Linked DNA regions of Mus musculus: regions 2, 3, 4 and 5 are each linked to region 1. A link is a contact called in public HiChIP or PLAC-seq and promoter capture Hi-C data. All regions are on one chromosome and are shown on one strand. The core of a region is the stretch at or near the end of the contact, and the rest is flanking DNA. Distances in the headings are between cores, read along the strand shown. Region 1 holds the start of Edn2 (endothelin 2). Region 2 has its middle 30 kb from the start of Rimkla. Region 3 holds the start of Frg2f1 (FSHD region gene 2 family member 1). Region 4 holds the start of Ppcs (phosphopantothenoylcysteine synthetase). Region 5 holds the start of Kcnq4 (potassium voltage-gated channel, subfamily Q, member 4).

Region 1 (3,573 bases), core at 677-3,176:
GTAAGGAGTGGACTCTGCAGATCCAGTGAAACCTGGGCTGGTCTTCTGAGCTCTGGACCCCCTACCTAGGCCAGGAGGAAGGGGCCTGTTCAGCTGGCAGAGTGAAGCATTCGGCTCACAGTTGGTCCCCCACATGTTGGAAGAAGTGTGACAAATATACCTTTGAGTTGTGTGTGTGTGAATGTGCGTGTGTAATGGGATTGATTTCTGATCCAGTTTGGCCAAGGTAGGCAGAGTAGGGGCCCTGAGACTAGTCCCCCCAACACCTTTGGTCAACAGCTAATTTTAGGTGGCCTGGCAGTTGGAGCTACAGTGATTCTGGGTGGACCCGACACGCAGGCACTGGCAGGGTTCCCGCCCTGAGCCAGCGTTTGGATGTGGATTAGCTCTACGCACGCTTATGTTCTCAGCGTCTCTTGCCTTATGCAATTTGAAGAAGGGGGAAAAAAAATACAAACATACCCAGAAACTTCAACCTGAGGTATGCAGGGGCCTGGAGGCAGCATGGGGCAGGCAGAACCCAGCTCTGGCTCCTGCCTGGGTATCCCAGGCAGACTTCTTGTCTGTCCTGTGTGTGTGTGTGTGTGTGTGTGTGTGTGTGTGTGTGTGTGTGTATGTATGTGTGTGTGTGTGCAAGCAATGCCTGCCTTGTGGGGAGGCTGGCGGCTCAGTGGGTGGAGCTGCACTTGGAGTGCTCTGCATAGAGCGTGGTCTGGTCTGGGCATGGATGTTGTCATGCATGGAGTTATTCTCTGCAGGGGAAGTGTGGTTGAGCTCCAGCGTCCCTAGACTTGGAAAGGAACCTACAACTTTTTCTCTCCTGTGTGATCCTGAAGAGGCCACCTCACATCTCTGAGCCTCCATCCTTTGATCTGGAAAATGGAGCTAGTAGCACTTTCCTACAGGCTGTTGTGAGGGCTGGAAGGGTATGGAGCCCTCTGCCTGACTCTAATAGCTCCCACGTGGAAGTTGATGCATAAGTAGTTACTATGGATCCTCTCCCAGTATCCTGAGATTCAGGGTGAGCACAGGCAGTTGCAGAGGTGGCTAGCTAGCCAAAAGCCTTCACCCCGACCCTCTCCCACGGTCCTGGTGGATGCTTACCCCGCAGTGTTCACCCAGATGATGTCCAGGTGGCAGAAGTACACACATTCCTTGTCAAGCCAGGAGTTGCAGGAGCATCGACGAAAACGCAGGTGGGGGCCTCGGCCCTTGGGTGCCGAGGCCGGCTGCTCCAGGGTGGCAGCTGCCTGGCCCTTCCCTGCACACAGGAGAGAGAGAGAGGTGGAGAGGAGGTCAGGACACCTGGCCTGTCTGGGTTAGGGGACCCGCAGGGCTCCTCCTCTTGCACAATAAGGAAGTTGGCACCCTTGGTGTTCAGGAACCACTGGCTAGCCTGGGGAAGCCCCAGCTACCATCGCTGTGCCTGCACGCTGCAGTGGTAGCTCCTACTGTGGCCTCACCGCTCTATGCCCCCAGTTGGTTTTGGGAAGGAAGCACCATGCCCCCGGAGGAGACATCAATGAATAGACCCTGGGATCGCAACACGCGAGAGAGGGCAGCTCACCTTCATGCAGGGCCAAAAGCAGGGCCAGAGCGATGGAACACCAGGCGGAGACCATAGCAGCAGCGGCAGAGTGCTTGGCTGGGCCAAGGGAGCCGGGAGAGCAGGTCGCCAGTGTCCTCCTGCTAAGCCGAGCTGAGAGCTCATTGCTGAGGTGCCCTGGCCGCCTCTTATAATACCAGGCAGGGCGCCCGCCCGCCCCTACTGGTGCAGCCCCGCCTGCTTAGCTGCTGCACCTTGGGCAGAGAGCCAGGGACACCGCCTCCTCCCTGGGTGCCTGGCCCGCCCTGGCCTCCCGGTGAGGGGGAGAGGGAGGTGGAAGGCTGGGCTCCACCCTCTGCGCTTCTCTGCAACACCTTCAGGACTCTGCAGGCTCCCTGCAGGCCCAAGGCCCCTCTGAGTTCTGAAGTTAGTCCCAAGTTGTGGTACCCGGCCCCTCCCTACTCTCTGACTAGCACTCCTGAACTGGAAGTTTGGAGTGGAGGTCTCATCTAAAAGCAAAGCTTTCGCTCTTTACAGGGTATCTGCCACCCTCCTCCCTGCCCACGGTGAAGCAAGCTGAGATATCCCTTCGATGCGTGGGAGGTGAAAGGCCCACTCAAGGTTACATGGCCTTGGGCGCGTCAGAGCCCCCTTTAGGACCACTGGCCTCAGGAATGGCACAACTCATGCCTGACCTTTGACCACCTGAGGCTGCCTCATCCCCATTTTACCCAAGGAATTCTGCTCCCCTCTCAAGCTCCCAGCCTGTAGTAGGAATTCTGGTCCTTTCTGGAAACGACTCACTTATGCAACGACAGTCAGGGAGAGCCTCAGCCAGGGATAGCTTCAGCCAGGGAGAGCCTCAGCCAGGGAGAGCCTCTTGGACCTCAGTTTCCCTGCTCGACAAACAAGTACCCCCTTGAGATAGAGAAGACACTTCTGAGCCCTTTCTAGGAAGATACTCCACAGGCACACAGAAGGTGTCCTGAGTAGTTCCCCAGTGTGGACTGAACAGAATATTTTGTGTCACCTCAGTGGCAACTTTATGCAAAAATAAATAAATAAATAAATAAATAAATAAATAAATAAATGGAGAGGCCAGAGGCTGGCAAAGTGGCTCAGAGGGCCAAGTGCACAAATCTGATGATCTGAGTTTGATCCTGGGACCCAGGGGTGTGGTGTGTATCTATACTCCCAGGATCCCTACAAGGAGGTGAAAAGTGGAGACAGGAGAGTTGCCTATATAATTATAGGCCAGGGTGCCTGGATTAACCCAGAGGTGACAGGAGAAACCTGGCCTCAACAAGGTGGGAGAGAACTATCACCTAAAAGTTGTCCTCTGACCGCCACACGTGTGCCACAACATGCATGCACCCACAGTCATGCAGACCTCTCTCTCTCTCTCTCTCTCTCTCTCTCTCTCTCTCTCTCTCTCTCTCTCACACACACACACACACACACACACACACACACACATACACACACACAAATATGCACACACAATAATGAATAAATGGAGGAGGAGGAAGGAACAGGAGGAGGAGAAGGAGGAGGAAGGCAAAGTAGAAGGAAGGCCTCTTGGGTCCGGGCATTCTACTTCTGATGCCCAGGCTGCCCCACAAGTCCTGGAGGCAAAAGCAAAGACACACTGTGGGGAAGGGAAGGGACAGATGAATGCTCCTCAGTGTACTGGCAGCCCCTCTGTGCCTGGCCTGCCTGTTTCATGGTAGTAGACGTACCTTATATTCTTGAGGTCTAAAGCCCTGGAGAGGGCATGGCCTGTGGCCTTCTCTGTCCATAGGGGTATTGAGGGAGCCCGATGAATGCACTCCAAGGGAGACAGAGTGACTAGGGCTGGCCTGTGTTTGGACCGTAGAACCCAGACCTTTCAGCATCTTTTTATGTCTGTGTAGACAGACATTTTAGTTCCTGCATTAAAAATGGATAAAGAGGAAACGGGGATTGGAAAGGTATAGGCCATTGTGTTTCCTTCCAGGGTGACGTATGTGTGTGTGTGTGTGTAGGGA
Region 2 (3,717 bases), core at 119-2,618, 700 kb after region 1:
TTATTTGGGGCTTCTGGCTCCTGAGGGACCGTCACAGCAGGGAAGCTTGGCAGCGAGCAGATGAAAAGTCACACCTGGAACTGCAGACAGGAAGCGGAACATACTCAAAATGAAACCTCAAGGCCCACCCCAAGTGACACACTTCCTCCGGCAAGGCTATGCCTCCAAAGCCTCCGTACACAGCCACCTTCCTGATCTAGCCCAACGTCAGTGGGCAACTGCCCCATGAGAACCAGATGGGTTTGGAAACTGGGCTTCTATTCTGAGCCCTGGAATTTCTGTGGTTTCTAAAGGCCTTGTGTTTTGGCAGCACCTGCTACCTCTCTTTGAGACGGTGTTGTTTTGTCCCCGCACTGTGTCCATTAAGATATAAAGCTTTGTTCCTTCCTACATTTCTTAGCTTGGCAACATTTAAAGGGGTATATGTGCGAGTGTGTGTGTGTGTGTGTGTGTGTGTGTGTGTGTAAGTGATGTGGGAGGGGCCATCAGAGGCTGCAGCAGTGCAGGTTTGGCAACACGCAGAATGTTCTCCCAGACAGCACAGGACTCCATCCCCCCTTCTTTCATGTACCACTTGTCTTCATTCCCCGGAACAAGTCTTTTCACGCTCCCATACATAGCCATCCTTTCTCTGACCTTGATTCCTGTCACCATTTCACCTTAAATTGTGGTGGCTTTCAAAGGGATTTTGTTCAACATAGTCATCTCCCTCCCCACGGGGCACCTGAACGCCACCTCTGAAGGTGGCACACTTTATTCTCACTGTACTGACTTGGTTGGTATCATAGCAACCATTTGTACTTCTAGCTCTTGGGTGCACTTACGGATGGTGACGCAGACTAAAGTGAATGGTACCAATGTGAGTCAGATCTGGTTCAATCCAGATAACTTGTGTGACCCAAGGCACAACCACCACACCTTATCGAATCTTTTGTCAGCTATAAGTAGGAGCAATAAACACCATCTTAAAGGGAAACACTTTACCACAGGCCTGGCTTTCGTAAGCAGTGCCTTCCCAGGATCATGGCTGAGTGCCAAGGGATAAAAGCTGGCACACAGCAGCTCTACAGCTGGGAGAGAGAGGGGGGCAAAGGGGGAATGGCTGCAAGAGCAGACTGTTGTTTGGCTTAATGTCTCTGGAAGGTTCCATCCATCCTTGAGATTCTGCAGGATATCAATGCAAGCCATGGGGGATGTATATGGCTTAGGAAAATCATGGAAGAAAAGCTGCCTGGGACACTGGGGAGCTGGGAGCTGCCGGGAAGCCTGACCTTGCATGATTTAGCACCTGGTTTTCTTGGCTCTTCCGTCCTATGACTTGCTGGCTTTGCATCACATGGACGGGAGGAGGTGCCAGGGAGTTGCATTAAACCTGTCAAACAGAGGGGGAGAGGACTGTGGGAGGGGGAGGGGCCAAGCCGAGAAAGCTGATAGTACAGTAATGCCATCTGGACTTGGCGGGGAAGACAGCCTGAGGTCAGATGGAACCAACAGACAGAGCAGACTAAACCACTGCTGACTCCCAGAATCTCCTATGTAGAAGAAGATCTGGTTTATTATAAAGGGAGGATGAGGGACCCTGAATGACCGGAGAACTGGTAAGGTTTTTGTGAAGGCAAGACTAGCCAGGTGCCTCCTGTGTCTAGCCTTACCTGGAAGTTCCCAGAGAGCAGAAATATGGGAGAGCTGGCCAGTCCTGGCCCACAAGAGCGGGTACTTCTTACTCAAGAGTCTTGTGAGGTGGTTACTAAGCACAGTCACCAGATATGATCAAATTGGGTAAGTCTGTGACTACAATATGTTTCATATAGAGGCTGAGTTTGTTGTGGTTCTGTTGGTAATTAAAATGCCCACATAGCATACGTGAAGCCCTGAGTTCAATCCCCAGCAGTGGAGAAAACCAGACAGCCCACACCTGTGATCCCAGCACCCAGAAAGAGACAACCGGACTAAGCATTCTAGGTCACCCTGGGCTACATCCAATGGCAGAAATTGATGAAAACCCTGGCTTGAGTTTAATAAGCAAACACTCAAAACCTTTTTTTTTTTTTTGGTTTTTTTCGAGACAGGGTTTCTCTGTGTAGCCCTGGCTGTCCTGGAACTCACTCTGTAGACTCAGAGATCCGCCTGCCTCTGCCTCCCGAGTGCTGGGATTAAAGGCATGTGCCACCACGCCCGGCTAAACACTCAAAATTTAAACTTAATCCCAGGACCCAGAGCAAAGGCAAGCAGATCTCAGTGAGTTCAAGGCTAGCCTGGTCTATATAGTAAGTTCCAGACCAGGCAGGAATGCACAGGGACACCCTATCTCGAAAACAAACCAATGAGAAAGAAGAGGAGGAGGAGAGCAGGAGAAGAGGAGGAGGAAGAAGAGGAGGAGGAAGAGGAGGAAGAACCTCAAAATCTCACAGTTCCTTCCCTGGTCTTTTGCATTCTTGGGTTATTTGTATTTGTGAGATGGGACTATGACCTAATAGGATGCCAGTCCGTATCCCTTCCCTACCTCACGGTGCAGTGATGTCACACTGGGTAGCTTGGAATCCACTGCGGTAGAGGTTTCTGTACCACAACGATGGGCAAACACCACAGATGAAGTTTGTATCCTTCAAGGGTCAGCACAGCAGTGCCACTGGGTGACGGGAGAAGGAAAACACGTACAAGCTCAGGAAGGCCTCAGCTCTGGGGAGGTAGGGTGTGTGAAGGCTTTCCTGGAAGCCAGTGACCTGGAGAAGCTTGCGTGATCCTTTTGAATTCAGGCAGACTACTTGCCAACATGGCTTTCTGCTAATTCTGCCTAGCTTCTTTTTTTCACATGGAGAAAAAAAAATCTGTTTCCTTTGCCTGGGAAATTTGGGAGTGATTATGAGACTCAGTCTCCCCTATGGGAAACACCTAGGCTAAGCTCCCTTGGGGAGAGTCCACTGTGGGTTTCCCCCGCACAACTGGTAAACAGAGTGTGCTGTAAAGAAATAACAGACGTTAACTGGAAAGCCAAAGAGCTCATTTGCAAGCCGATTTTACAGCGACAACAAAGTTAACTCCCCCAAAAGGGAAGAAATCAGTTTAAAATGACTTGCTCTTCTTTGCTTTCTTATTAAGATTATTACTGCGGACCAGAATGCTTCACTCGCCTTTGTGCGCTGTGGCTTTTGGACATCCGTTTAAGTAAGAGTCACATGCTGAATCTCCATTTTATTATTTTCATATCATAAAATGAGGGGGATGCTTCAGAGAGACGCCATCCTATTCACTGGCGCACCAGCTGCATTCTGAAAAAACCATAATTTTCCTTTCAAACCCAGAGTGTTGTCTGAATTGTAACAGCTCCCTGTTGTCAAGTTGATGGGGGAAAACACTGTTGCAGATGGTGAGAGCTTGTCTGGGCCGCCTGCCACGCTCTCCTGCACTGACTCGCCAATTACAATTCAAACCACGTGGGAGACTTAAAAGCTGTTTTAAATGGCAGCCTGGTGCAGACAGGAGTCTTCCGGGATTGAGAGACTCTGCATCCACCCGAAGAGCTCTGACTGGCCAGTGGGACCATCACGGCTGCTCTTGCCTAACCTTTCAAGAGGCTTCTTGGATAAAGAGCTGTGATAGGACTGTCCAGGGTGACAGGCCTCAAGTCCCTGGACTAAGGCTATTCCCAGCAGCAGCAGGCAGATCAGGAATTCAAGCCAAGGTGAGAGTCAGGGTGAGCGTCAGCCGCTGAAGCCA
Region 3 (3,348 bases), core at 823-3,322, 620 kb after region 1:
AATGTAGCAACAACTTGAGCCCTGCATCAACACAGACTAGAAAATACTAGGCCACAGTGACACAAGAAAGTAGAATAGAGAAAGGAAAACCGTACACACCAACACATCAGTTGCAAGCGCCTGCTCTCTGGAGAATTAAGCAGTAGAGAAGAGCAAGAGCTACTGGTACTGAAAAGATGTCAATTAACTAAGATCTGGTCGATCCCCTAGTAGTCTCAATTTCCTAAGAGTACAACTCTTGATTCTTCCATCAAACAAGTCATCCTCGGCAAAACAAACTGACCTTAACACCTTCCCCACGCTGCCCGGAAGAAATCACGGGGTGGAGGGGAGTAAAGCAGGGCGGGGGAAAAAAAAAAAACAAAAAACATCTCAACCAACTGCAAAAAATGGAGGGAGTGGGAGGGACGGGGCACTACCACGTGGGCAGGATGCAACACACGCAGGACAGCAGCAACACGTCCGCATGCGAAGGCTGCCTTTCCCCCAATGCCAGAGAAGGGCCCGGGGACAGGATGGGAGAGAAGGTGGGACCCTCGCCCCAGCCATTTCAGCCCCGCAGGGCACCCGCGACCCACAAGGCAGCGGCCGCCTTCCCGGCAGAATAGCGCCTGGAGGGCGAGGAGGGGACGCCGCATCGCGCCGGGAACAGGACGAGCCCGGACCAGGTGCAGGTCACGGAGCGACGAGGGCGCGACTGTCGCGGTCCTCCGCGGCCCCGGCATCCGCAGCGCGGGCCCACCTGGGGGAGGGGCGGGCGCGCGCGGCGTCGGGCTGAGGGGCAGCGGCAGCTGAGGAGTGGCGCCGCGGGTGAGGGAGGGCCGCCACCCGGCCGGCCCAGCCTGGCGCCCACCGCCGGCCACAGGGAGCGTGCGCCGAGGACGGCGAGCGCCGCTCGCCCAGGGCAGCCCCCGCCCGCGTCCCGGGAGATGCCCCAGCCCCGCCTCCCCGCCCGCCGCCCCAGCCCCGACGAGACCCTGGCGACGCGTGCTCACCTCAGGCTACGCAGGCCGGGACGGCCCGGCCGAGCCTCCGGCCGCTGCGTGCGTCTCCGTTCCCCGCGAAAGGTCCCAACGGCGCCCTCAGAGAGCGGCCCAGGCCCGGAGCGGCGCCGAGAGTGGCGGCGGCGGCGGCAGCGGCGGCGGGAGCAGCCAACATCCGGGGCCGCGCACCCGGAACTACTTCCCGACCCGCTCCCTCCCACCCCCGCCTCCCGCGACGTCTCAGCGCTCCCGGCCCGGCGTCCTCGGCTCCACGGCCCGCCCCGTCGTTGCTGCGCGATGTGCGAGGGATCCCTCCGCGGGGACAAGTAGTGCCTCTGAGCTCCCGCGGCTCTGCCTGCTTGCGGCCAGCGGGAACCGGCGGTGGGCGGTGCGGAGCGCCTTGCAGTGTTTGCGCCTCGGACTTGACAGCGGCTGGCCGAGGCGGCCCCGGCCCCACTCCCGGGATTCCAACTCCTGAGGAATGCGCCTCGTGACCTCCCCGCCTTCCAGCCTCTGCCTCTGCGCGGCCCCGTCAAGCACCCAGCGCGGATTTTCCCGGCCGCCACCGGGGCGCTTTGGACCTTGCTTGGGGACACGCGTCCTTCGGAATGTCAAGAACCCGGGTTCGAGGCCCCTCCCTACCCAGGCATGTCATCTTGTCATTACCCCTGCCGCGTCATCCTCTCCATCTCAAGTTAGCTGGCCAGGTCGTGGCCTCACTATCAACAGGTGGAGCCTTTAGTAGGGTTGTTCAGACTTCTGGTAAACTTTGGACTTTCCCTTTGGTCTTCCCTGGTCCTACCTCTGAACTGTTAGCGTTGACAATCTGTGCTATCCTGTTACACTTGGTAGGTATTTGCTGCGCAGAAGCCGCGTTAAGTCACGTACTCTTCCCTGCAGCCTCAAGAACAGCAAGTGAAGAGCAGTTGCTCAGTATTTGGACATTAGATGGTTAGATGGATGTCAGTGAGTTTGGTTGATTGAGAAAGCAAAGGTCTGAGAGAATTGACCCTGGCAACCTTGCTGAGCTAAGACAGTGTGAAACCATCCTTCCATTCCTTCATGGAGCATTGAACACTTTCATCTGTCAAGCATCTCCTGGCAATGGGAATTCTAAAGGTTTATCCACTCATTTGTCCAACAAAGACATAAAAAGTCATTGTACCAGGCACTACTGTAGTGCTTCAGATTAATCAGTGAACAGAAAAGGCCGGTGGAGGGGCAAGTATCATTCCCTCATGGGCAGAAAGGTGATAAAAATTATGAATTATGTAATAATGTTAGAAAACATTGAATGATACCTTGGGGGATTGGGGAGGAGCACTCAGGACAGAGCTGTGTGGAACACTAGAAGGAAAATCCTTTTAAAAAGAGCTGCCTGGGTGAGCCACAATAATAAGGCAACTTGAATCAGAGGTTTGAAAGAAGTGAAGGGATTTGATGTAATTGTGGTTAGAACATCCCTGTGAGTGTTAGAAGTAGCGAGGGTCGGGAGAGGTAAAAGATAAGGACAGAGGGGTATCTTGTGGGCTATTGACAGTCTCTCCAGAGCTTTAAACAGTGAATGCTCTGCTTAGAGTACAGGGTAGGAAGTCAGAGGGGGCACTACCCAGGGACAAGGTGATGACCTAAATTAGGACAGAACCACACAGGAAAATAAGACACGGGCTTTTATATTTTTAAGCACTCAGTCTAGGGGCTAGCAAGATGGCCCAACAGGTAAAGGAGATTACTCCACAAGCCTGGAACCAGAACCTAATCCCTGGAATCCATGTAAAGTAGAAAAGAACCAATTCCACACACATGCTGTGGTAAGTGCGCTATACACGTGTACACACACACACCACAATAAATAGTTAGAAAAATAATTCATCTAGATGCATGCTCATAACTTCAGCTCTAAGAAAACTGTGGCAAGAGAATGATAAGTTTGAGGCCACCCTGGGCCACATGGACTCTGTCTCAAAAACAAAGAACTCATAGTCTAGTGAGACATAAGTAAACTGATTACATAACATCATGACAAGGAGAACATAGTCCCAAAGAGGATACCCCCACCACCCCCCTTGCCAGTCTTCCTGGGGAAGGGTAGACTACCGCAGATTCATAGAGAGAATTAGAATTACCTGGTTGGCTGGTCAATCAAGTGGCTCCTCAGTTGAACATAATTAACACTAGCCTTCCCAGCCTCTCAGATCTCAAAGTTCACCTTCCTCCACCTAGGCTTGAGACAGAATACTAAAAAGCAGCCTGGGTGCTGCTCTTAAAGAGACGGGTACAAAGCCAAGCAGTGGTGGCAGACGCCTTTAATCCCAGCACTTGGGGGGCAGGGGCAGACGGATTTCTGAGTTCAAGGCCAGTCTGG
Region 4 (3,424 bases), core at 750-3,249, 740 kb after region 1:
CAAGAATGAGGACGGCTGTATCACGTAGGACATGGAGGAAGGGCACCTGGAACAGTCTGAGAAGGGGAGGATCCTGTGATCTAACGAGAAGGCAGGGTCTGCCTTCCCCTGTCCCACACTGCTGCTGCCTGCCATCGTGACCCTCCCCTGTCCCACACTGCTGCTGCCTGCAGGAAGAAATGCATCTTACAAATACATATTATTTATGCAGTATAAATGCAGGTTGTGAGTTATTCACCGAATCCCTGTGTGGAAATCACTGGCTGGGACTCACGCAGCTTTCTTTCCCATTTAGGTTTCAGCCAAGGTCTTTCACTCTTTAACCAAACCAGTGCTGTATGGCTGGAACGGCCCACCCTTCTTCTGTGTCTTCACATAGCAAGCCCGTACTGGCCTCTCAATACTCAAATCTTATTTCAAAGAAACCTTTTTTAGATACTGCCCCAGTCACCATGTTACCCTCCTCAGAAGTCTCAGGGCTCAGGAGTGACAGAACTTAGCATGTAAAATGAAAAATAAGGCTTTAAAAAAACCACACACACACACAAGTCATTTGGCTATGAGTTAAGTTTGGAAGGTCAGTATCCTAGTTTTGTGAGGCCCAAAATAGAGTCTAGGGCAGGGGATGTGACTTAGTTGGTAGTTTGTCTAGTATGCACGGTGCCTTGAGTTCTCTCTCTAGTACTACACAAACCAGGCATGGCAACACATACTTGCAACTCCGGCCCTTGAGGGGTGTGGGTACGATGTTCAAAAGTTCAATTCTTAGCTTACATAGTGAGTTTGAGACCAACTACATGAAACTCTCTTATAAAAAAGGATGGGGATGGTGTTAATGCGAATACATTTAAACCCCTCGCATCTTGAATTACTACCTCTCCTACATTCAAACTCCCTTAGCTGTGCACTGGCCAATAGTCTTTCTTCTAGTCCTGAAGAACACGTCTTCCCTACTTAAGAACCCTACCTGTGCCTTTGTAGGGCAAGAACACCGGCTCTTTAGCTCCTTAACTTCAGACCAATCGTCTACTCTGAGAGAAGCTGTCTGCCCAATTTCTCCTCCCATTTCCTTTGACTTGCCATTTCTCCCTGAAATTATCATTTGTCTACTTCTCTGTCTTCAGAGTTCTCCTTGAGCTTTGAGAGGAGAGATCTACAGAAATGGCCCCATTATGTTCAGCACCAGGAAGGGTTTGCAACACAGTAACAGTAGGAGCCCCGCAAAACATCAGGCAAAAAACCCAGCAGAGCCGGAGAAGACGCAGAGGAAGCCACAGAAGTCTTAGACACGCGTCTTCAAGCCTGCTCTGGACTTGTGGGGTCCCTGGCAGGAAAGGCCACAAAGGACAGACACACGAGGCCAGACCCGTGTTGGGAGACAGGGAGGGAGCAGAGGCACCAGGCACCATGTTCCAGGGCCTACCAGTAATAAGTGACTGTACAGGCCGTGCACATCCGCTCGGCCGGGGCTTCGCACACCTCACAGGAGAGCCGGCGCCCCTTGGGCACCGCCAGCGGGTAGATCACGTTCATGGTGCGGCCGGCGGCGTCGGTCTCCAGGACGGTTGCCTGGCTAGCATCCGCAAGGCTGAGGTGTCACGTGACAACCACGGGCCAGCCCGGACGTCGGGATTTCAAGGGCAAGGGGGAGGGGCGGGACTGACTGCGACAATTGGGGAGGGGAGAGCACAAACTCTAAATCTCAAAGGTTAAATAGCCAGAACTTGACTGCCATGTAGCCCGAGCCTGGGGAGAACTATACGGTGGCCGGTATAGGTCAAAAACAACCATTTCGTTTTCCAAACTAGGAAATCCACAGGAAGCATAATTTTTCTGGATTTTCTAGATACGTTCTTCCTCTAGACGCTTCCCGACGGGCTTTCCCAGAACAGGCAAGCATTTCGAGCCTTAGCGAGATCAGGACCTACTGGCGGACATAGGAAAGGGAATGACCATAGTCACTATTTGCGGCTGCGCGCAGCCCAGGTATCCGGAAGGGGGCGTGGCGCCAGCGGCCCGGCGTGCCCGGGCGCTGTGGTTCTACCGTGGGGTGACTACAGTGCAGATGGCGGAAATGGACCTGGTGGCTGAGTTGCCGCGTCCTGCGGGTGCTGCGCGCTGGGCCGAGGTTATGGCTCGCTTTGCGGCCAGGCTGGGCGAGCAGGGCCGGCGGGTGGTGCTGATCACATCTGGAGGCACCAAGGTCCCCCTGGAAGCGCGAGCCGTGCGCTTTCTGGACAACTTCAGTAGCGGGCGACGCGGAGCCGCGTCGGCGGAGGTCTTCCTGGCTGCCGGCTATGGAGTCCTGTTCTTGTACCGAGCGCGCTCGGCCTTCCCCTATGCCCACCGCTTCCCGCCCCAGGCCTGGCTGTCAGCCCTTCGGCCTTCTGGCCCAGCCCAGTCGGGCAAGCTGAGTCTGGAGGCCGAAGAGAATGCGCTCCCGGGCTTTGCTGCAGCATTGCAGAGCTACCAAGAGGCAGCCGCTGCCGGCACCTTTCTGGCTGTAGAGTTTACCACTTTGGCGGATTATCTGCATCTGCTGCAGGCTGCTGCCCTGGCTCTCAGTCCATTAGGTGAATGTTCCAAGGAAATCCAAAGGTTTTCCTGGCTGTAGAGCCGTTCTCCCTAGCCTCTTTTCCCTATTGCTTGCTGCCTACCCCACAGCCAAGGAACCCGAGTTAAAGAAAAGATTCCATGCCCTTCCCCGATTTCTTATACTCCGTTTATCTTCACAGGCTCTTCTGCGATGTTTTACCTGGCCGCGGCAGTGTCAGATTTCTATATTCCTGTCTCCGAAATGCCTGAACACAAGATCCACTCATCTGGTGGCCCACTGCAGGTGATGGGCTCTTCTCTTCCAGAGATCTGACCCCCTCTAACCAATCTTGGGTTACTTTCCTCTTGATCTGGATGGCCTTTCAGCCTTCTGTATGAGCTAGGCACTGGGAATACAGAGATGAATAAGACACTGCCCTCAAGGATCTCACAGTCTAGCGAGGGCCTGGACACCAGCCATAATCACAGATCAGAATGATAAATGCTGTAGTGGAGGTATGTACAAAGTGCAGTCAGATCCCCGGGGTAGTGAGACGGGGGTGTCAGGGTGATGGAGATGACTCATCAAAAGATGGACAGAGGGCCTGATCAAGTGGGGAAGGTTATTCTAAGTGGAGTTACAAGTTGGAGTTTGCAACTGGGTAATGTTCTGTGAACCAAAGTGCTTTGGTAAGGCTGAAGAGGCATCTTGCCTCTTGGTATACACAACCTTTGTATTCCTTAAGACCCTTGAACTTTATCCTGTGGAGCCTGGAGACACAAAGGTGGAAGGAAAGACAAGACGTTGTTTGGATGCAGCAGCATCTTCCCTTTCATTGCAGCCCTCCAGGGACAGATGGGCTCTTCATTTCAAGGCTAGCCTGGTCTA
Region 5 (3,631 bases), core at 183-2,682, 590 kb before region 1:
CATAGCCCTCCCTCCAGCCCTCCCGCTCTGGCGCTCAGCAGATCAATGCTGCCTTTGCTGACAGCTGAGAATCGAGCTTGCAGCCCGCCCCCCCCTTCCAGCTAGCTGTGTCCCCCGAGATCCTCCCCGAGGAGTGAAGAAGAGTTTGCTGCGGAAGCGCTTCACCCTGGGGCAGGGCCTGCGGAGGGAGCGGGAGCGTCTGGTTTGGCCATCGCTTTAGGCTGGGGAAGAAGGAAGGAGGGCCAGCAAACCCGAATCATCACCTAGTACACGGTCAGGAGGGCGAGGGAAAAGGGGCCAGACAGCTCACAGCGGAGACGGAGGTCAGGCACCGAGAACTTTTTGCTGGAGAGGGGTGCTCCTAGAGAAAGTCCTGGTGGGGTGCTATAGGCCTTTGGGAGTGCTCTGTCCGTTCCCCTAATACTGGCCCCTAGTACGTTTATTTCTATACTTCTATCTGCCCTAAACAAGCTTTTCTGGGCTAGAGTGGGAGAAGGGGGTGGCGGGTGTGAATCCCACGGAGCGGAGATGGAGTGGGGAGATGAGGGCAGGTACGTAATCAGGGAGGGAGCGTCCCCTCTGCTCAGGGTGATCAACTGGGGTCTCCTCCTTCATCAACAAGACGGGAGGAGAGACGCATCTGGGCACAACTGTGAGCTACACCACCCCACACATCTCTCGATAGCTGTAGGGCACCGGGCCCTTCAAGTAACAACAGCAGGAGGAACGGAAGCTGCTGTCCCAACTTCACTCGGCCCTCAGCGCATTTTAAACACCCTGCACTAGAAACCGAGGGCACGACCCGACGGGCACACCTCCTCGCTTACATTACCCATCGCGCTGTACTGCCCGGTTCTGCACACTCTTCTGTACTCTCATCCATCTATCTATCCACCCACCCACCCACCCACCCATCCATCCATCCATCCACCCACTCACTCTGAACCCACGCAGACCCACGGCTGGCTAGCCAACTCTCACAAGTAGGCACTTCTCTGGACACAAACACCTCCACTCTACAATGTAAGTGTCCCTCGAGCTACCGCGGCCACAACTCCACACTCCACGCTCCACTTTCCACAACCACTCACCAGGCGTCCCAACCTCCCTCCCCAGAGCGGGCCACCAGGGCCACACCACTCGTACACGCCCGGCCTCGGGGCCCGGCGCGCTGCCCGCGCCACGCGCTCGGGGCCGGGACACACCGACTGGGCGGACCGCGCGCCCTGCTCCGCCGCGTCCGACCCGGGTCCCCCTCCCGGTGCTCTTCTCTCTCGCTCCCTCCCCGATTTGGGAAGGCGGCCGCGGGGCGGGCGGGGGAGGGGCGGGGCGGGGCGGGGGAGGGTGACATGTGAGCGGCGCGCCGGCGGCAGGTGGAAAGGCGAGCGGCATGGAGCGCGTAATAAGAGAGTTGGAGTCGGAAAGAGCCGCCCCAGTCGCCGGGGAAGCGGGCGGTCAGTACGGGCTCCCGCGGCCCCGAGGCTCCGAGCGACCGCCTCCGGACCCCGCACGGACCCGGCCTGGTCCCTAGCCCCCGCCGCCTGCGTGCGCGCCCAGGGTCGCCTCGCCGGCCCGGGGTTCGAGCCATGCGACTCTGAGCCGCCCGAGCGCGCCCCCGCCCCGCAACGCCCCGGTCCCCCGTCCGGCGCCGCCCATGGCCGAGGCCCCCCCGCGCCGCCTCGGCCTGGGCCCCCCGCCCGGGGACGCCCCCCGCGCGGAGTTGGTGGCGCTCACGGCCGTGCAGAGTGAACAGGGCGAGGCGGGCGGGGGCGGCTCTCCGCGTCGCCTCGGCCTTCTGGGCAGCCCCCTGCCGCCGGGCGCGCCCCTCCCTGGGCCGGGCTCCGGCTCGGGCTCCGCCTGCGGCGGCCAGCGCTCCTCCGCCGCGCAGAAGCGCTACCGCCGCCTGCAGAACTGGGTCTACAACGTGCTGGAGCGGCCCCGCGGGTGGGCCTTCGTCTACCACGTCTTCATGTAAGTTGGAGCCCCCGCACCCCTTGACGTGCCCCGGCTCTGACCCCGCATGAGCCAGACTCCTTGGGGACCGCCACCCCGCGCTGGCTCCACCTCTCTATCCTATTGCCCCGGGGCAGACCCTCACTCAGTTCCCCTCTTGGGCCTGTGCCCCCTTTTCGGTCTCCCAGCCTGACCTAACCCCTGATCTCCCAGCCTTGACCCCTGTTGCCCTGGCGTCTAACCTCTTCTGCCTGCTCTCCTTACTTTCATCCTGATCGCAGAGCCCCACTGCTCTGATCCGTCATTCAGCTTCTTGCTCTTCTCTGCTTTACCAAGTCCGAAGCCGCTAAAGTGGGACTCTCCTTATCTTTTGTTCACCTCACCCTCCCTGTGTCCCAGACACAGAAGACCCTAGCCCCTACATTATTTTTCTCCCCTCAGGCTCTGTAGTTATGTTGTGCTCCCACCTGGTCCCCTTGGAGATTTCTCTCTTCAGAGACAGGCTGTACCCAGATCAGGGCTGTCTAGGGTCCCTATGGCTCTGACAGGCCTGTGTGCTGTTTCCAACTTTATCCGTGTCTTCTTTAGTCTTGCTCCGCACCCTCAACTTCGAAGTACCCAAGGCAGCAGGCTGCCCTGCCTGCCCTGCCCTGTCCTGCCTTGCCCTGAAGGCTGGGCCCAGCTCTCCTGCCTTGCTGGCCAGCTGTACTAGGCCTGGCTCTGAGCATGGGGAAAAAGAAAGAAGAGAGGGGTATGTTTGGAAACAATGCCGCTGTGGGGCCCCTCCTCCTCTCAGCAGGCTCCTACAACTTTCAAAACACTGACCCCTCTTGGATGTAGAGAGTGAATTTTGGCAGCTCGGAAGGCAGTCTTGGGGGAAGGCCTGGTCGGACCAGGAACATGAGAGGCCCAGGCCATATCGGTTAAAGGGCTGGGCCTGGTGCTGAGATGCTGAGAAGTGCCTGGGAGAGACAATGAGCTGCTCTTACCACTGCCTGCTCCAGGGTCTCCAGGGCAGCCCGCTTTGTCCACCTGATAGTCACTTGACAATCTGTCCCTATGCAAGACTTGAGTTTCCCTTTGTGTGTGAGTTAGCTTGTCTGTTAATCTCTCTACCTGTCTGTCCCACAGCCTTTCTGTTGGTCTGTCTGTCTTCGTGCTTTGTGGGCCTATCCTCTTACTTATTTTGATGTCTGTGTGTCCATCTGTCTATCTCTCTGTTCACCTGCTTGGCCACCCTTCTATCTGGCTTTCCCCACCCGTGTCTTTCTGCTTGTCCTCCTTGTATGCCCTCTTACCTCTGCCCCATGAGTCCGGGGGGTGGGGGGTTGGGTACAGAATCTCAGGGGAAGAGGAAGATGGTACCAGGAAGAACAAAGAAAGGGAACTTTCTACAGACCCACTTAGAATACTTAGAGTGGCAGCTGTGGCTTTGTGCAGAGACCCCAGGCTGAGACTCTGCTGGGTGTAAGGCCAGGCTTTGGATCCCAGTGAATAATCAGGGGCAGCCCACATCTCAGTGCACCCAAAAGACCTGGACGGACGTCTGTTGGATGTAGCTGTCAGTGGAGTGATATAGTTCAATGCTGGTGGACTAGGGGCTCCAGTGTCCACTGAACATTAATACGCCAGAGCCCCTTATGTGCCTAGGGAGGCTAAGACACAGGGCACAGCTATG

Evidence for each region. Promoter capture Hi-C pulls out the DNA fragments that hold promoters and counts their contacts. HiChIP or PLAC-seq counts read pairs in DNA pulled down with a chosen protein or histone mark.
Region 2: an H3K4me3 HiChIP or PLAC-seq map of forebrain shows a contact between it and region 1, with 5 times the contacts expected there. The contact joins the enhancer-like site here to the promoter of Edn2 in region 1. A contact is called at or near these places in 4 of 39 promoter capture datasets (hippocampal neurons, liver, pre-B cells and 1 more), 2 of 115 datasets of contacts at active chromatin or transcription factors (forebrain and large pre-B cells) and 2 of 9 other capture datasets (embryonic stem cells and macrophages).
Region 3: a contact with region 1 is called in a promoter capture Hi-C map of hippocampal neurons, with 4 times the contacts expected there. The contact joins the promoter of Frg2f1 here to the promoter of Edn2 in region 1. A contact is called at or near these places in 5 of 39 promoter capture datasets (the 3T3-L1 cell line, 3T3-L1-derived adipocytes, hippocampal neurons and 2 more), 4 of 115 datasets of contacts at active chromatin or transcription factors (astrocytes, differentiating embryonic stem cells, embryonic forebrain and 1 more) and 1 of 9 other capture datasets (adipose tissue).
Region 4: an H3K4me3 HiChIP or PLAC-seq map of pro-B cells shows a contact between it and region 1, with 4 times the contacts expected there. The contact joins the promoter of Ppcs here to the promoter of Edn2 in region 1. A contact is called at or near these places in 7 of 39 promoter capture datasets (the SN4741 cell line, cranial neural crest, hippocampal neurons and 3 more), 5 of 115 datasets of contacts at active chromatin or transcription factors (the NIH/3T3 cell line, astrocytes, embryonic forebrain and 2 more) and 1 of 9 other capture datasets (macrophages).
Region 5: a promoter capture Hi-C map of embryonic stem cells shows a contact between it and region 1, with 6 read pairs. The contact joins the promoter of Kcnq4 here to the promoter of Edn2 in region 1. A contact is called at or near these places in 5 of 39 promoter capture datasets (the 3T3-L1 cell line, embryonic stem cells, hippocampal neurons and 1 more).

The regions. Positions count from the first base shown.
Region 1 is chr4:120,159,559-120,163,131 of GRCm38.p6, reverse strand. It overlaps Edn2 (endothelin 2), which reads right to left and starts at 1,926. Exons shown (of 5, transcript NM_007902.3): 1 at 1,568-1,926; 2 at 1,105-1,261. The coding sequence starts at 1,622. The region is part of intron 3 of Gm36134 (a long non-coding RNA gene); the gene reads left to right.
Region 2 is chr4:119,460,667-119,464,383 of GRCm38.p6, reverse strand. No RefSeq gene overlaps it. Among named protein-coding and RNA genes, the nearest start is that of Rimkla, 30 kb to the left of the region's middle. Within about 2 kb of position 1,368, at least 147 of the 459 cell types and tissues checked have an H3K27ac peak or open chromatin away from gene starts, as enhancers often do. A contact at or near this core is called in forebrain and pre-B cells, where this site is marked.
Region 3 is chr4:119,537,493-119,540,840 of GRCm38.p6, reverse strand. It overlaps Frg2f1 (FSHD region gene 2 family member 1), which reads left to right and starts at 2,072. Exons shown (of 4, transcript NM_001004178.1): 1 at 2,072-2,233. It overlaps Foxj3 (forkhead box J3), which reads right to left and starts at 1,180. Exons shown (of 13, transcript NM_172699.3): 1 at 996-1,180.
Region 4 is chr4:119,420,995-119,424,418 of GRCm38.p6, reverse strand. Ppcs (phosphopantothenoylcysteine synthetase) reads left to right here and starts at 1,999. Exons shown (of 3, transcript NM_026494.4): 1 at 1,999-2,573; 2 at 2,736-2,839. The coding sequence starts at 2,066. It overlaps Zmynd12 (zinc finger, MYND domain containing 12), which reads right to left and starts at 1,735. Exons shown (of 8, transcript NM_001014900.2): 1 at 1,424-1,735. The coding sequence starts at 1,533.
Region 5 is chr4:120,745,200-120,748,830 of GRCm38.p6, reverse strand. Kcnq4 (potassium voltage-gated channel, subfamily Q, member 4) reads left to right here and starts at 1,432. Exons shown (of 14, transcript NM_001081142.3): 1 at 1,432-1,971. The coding sequence starts at 1,655.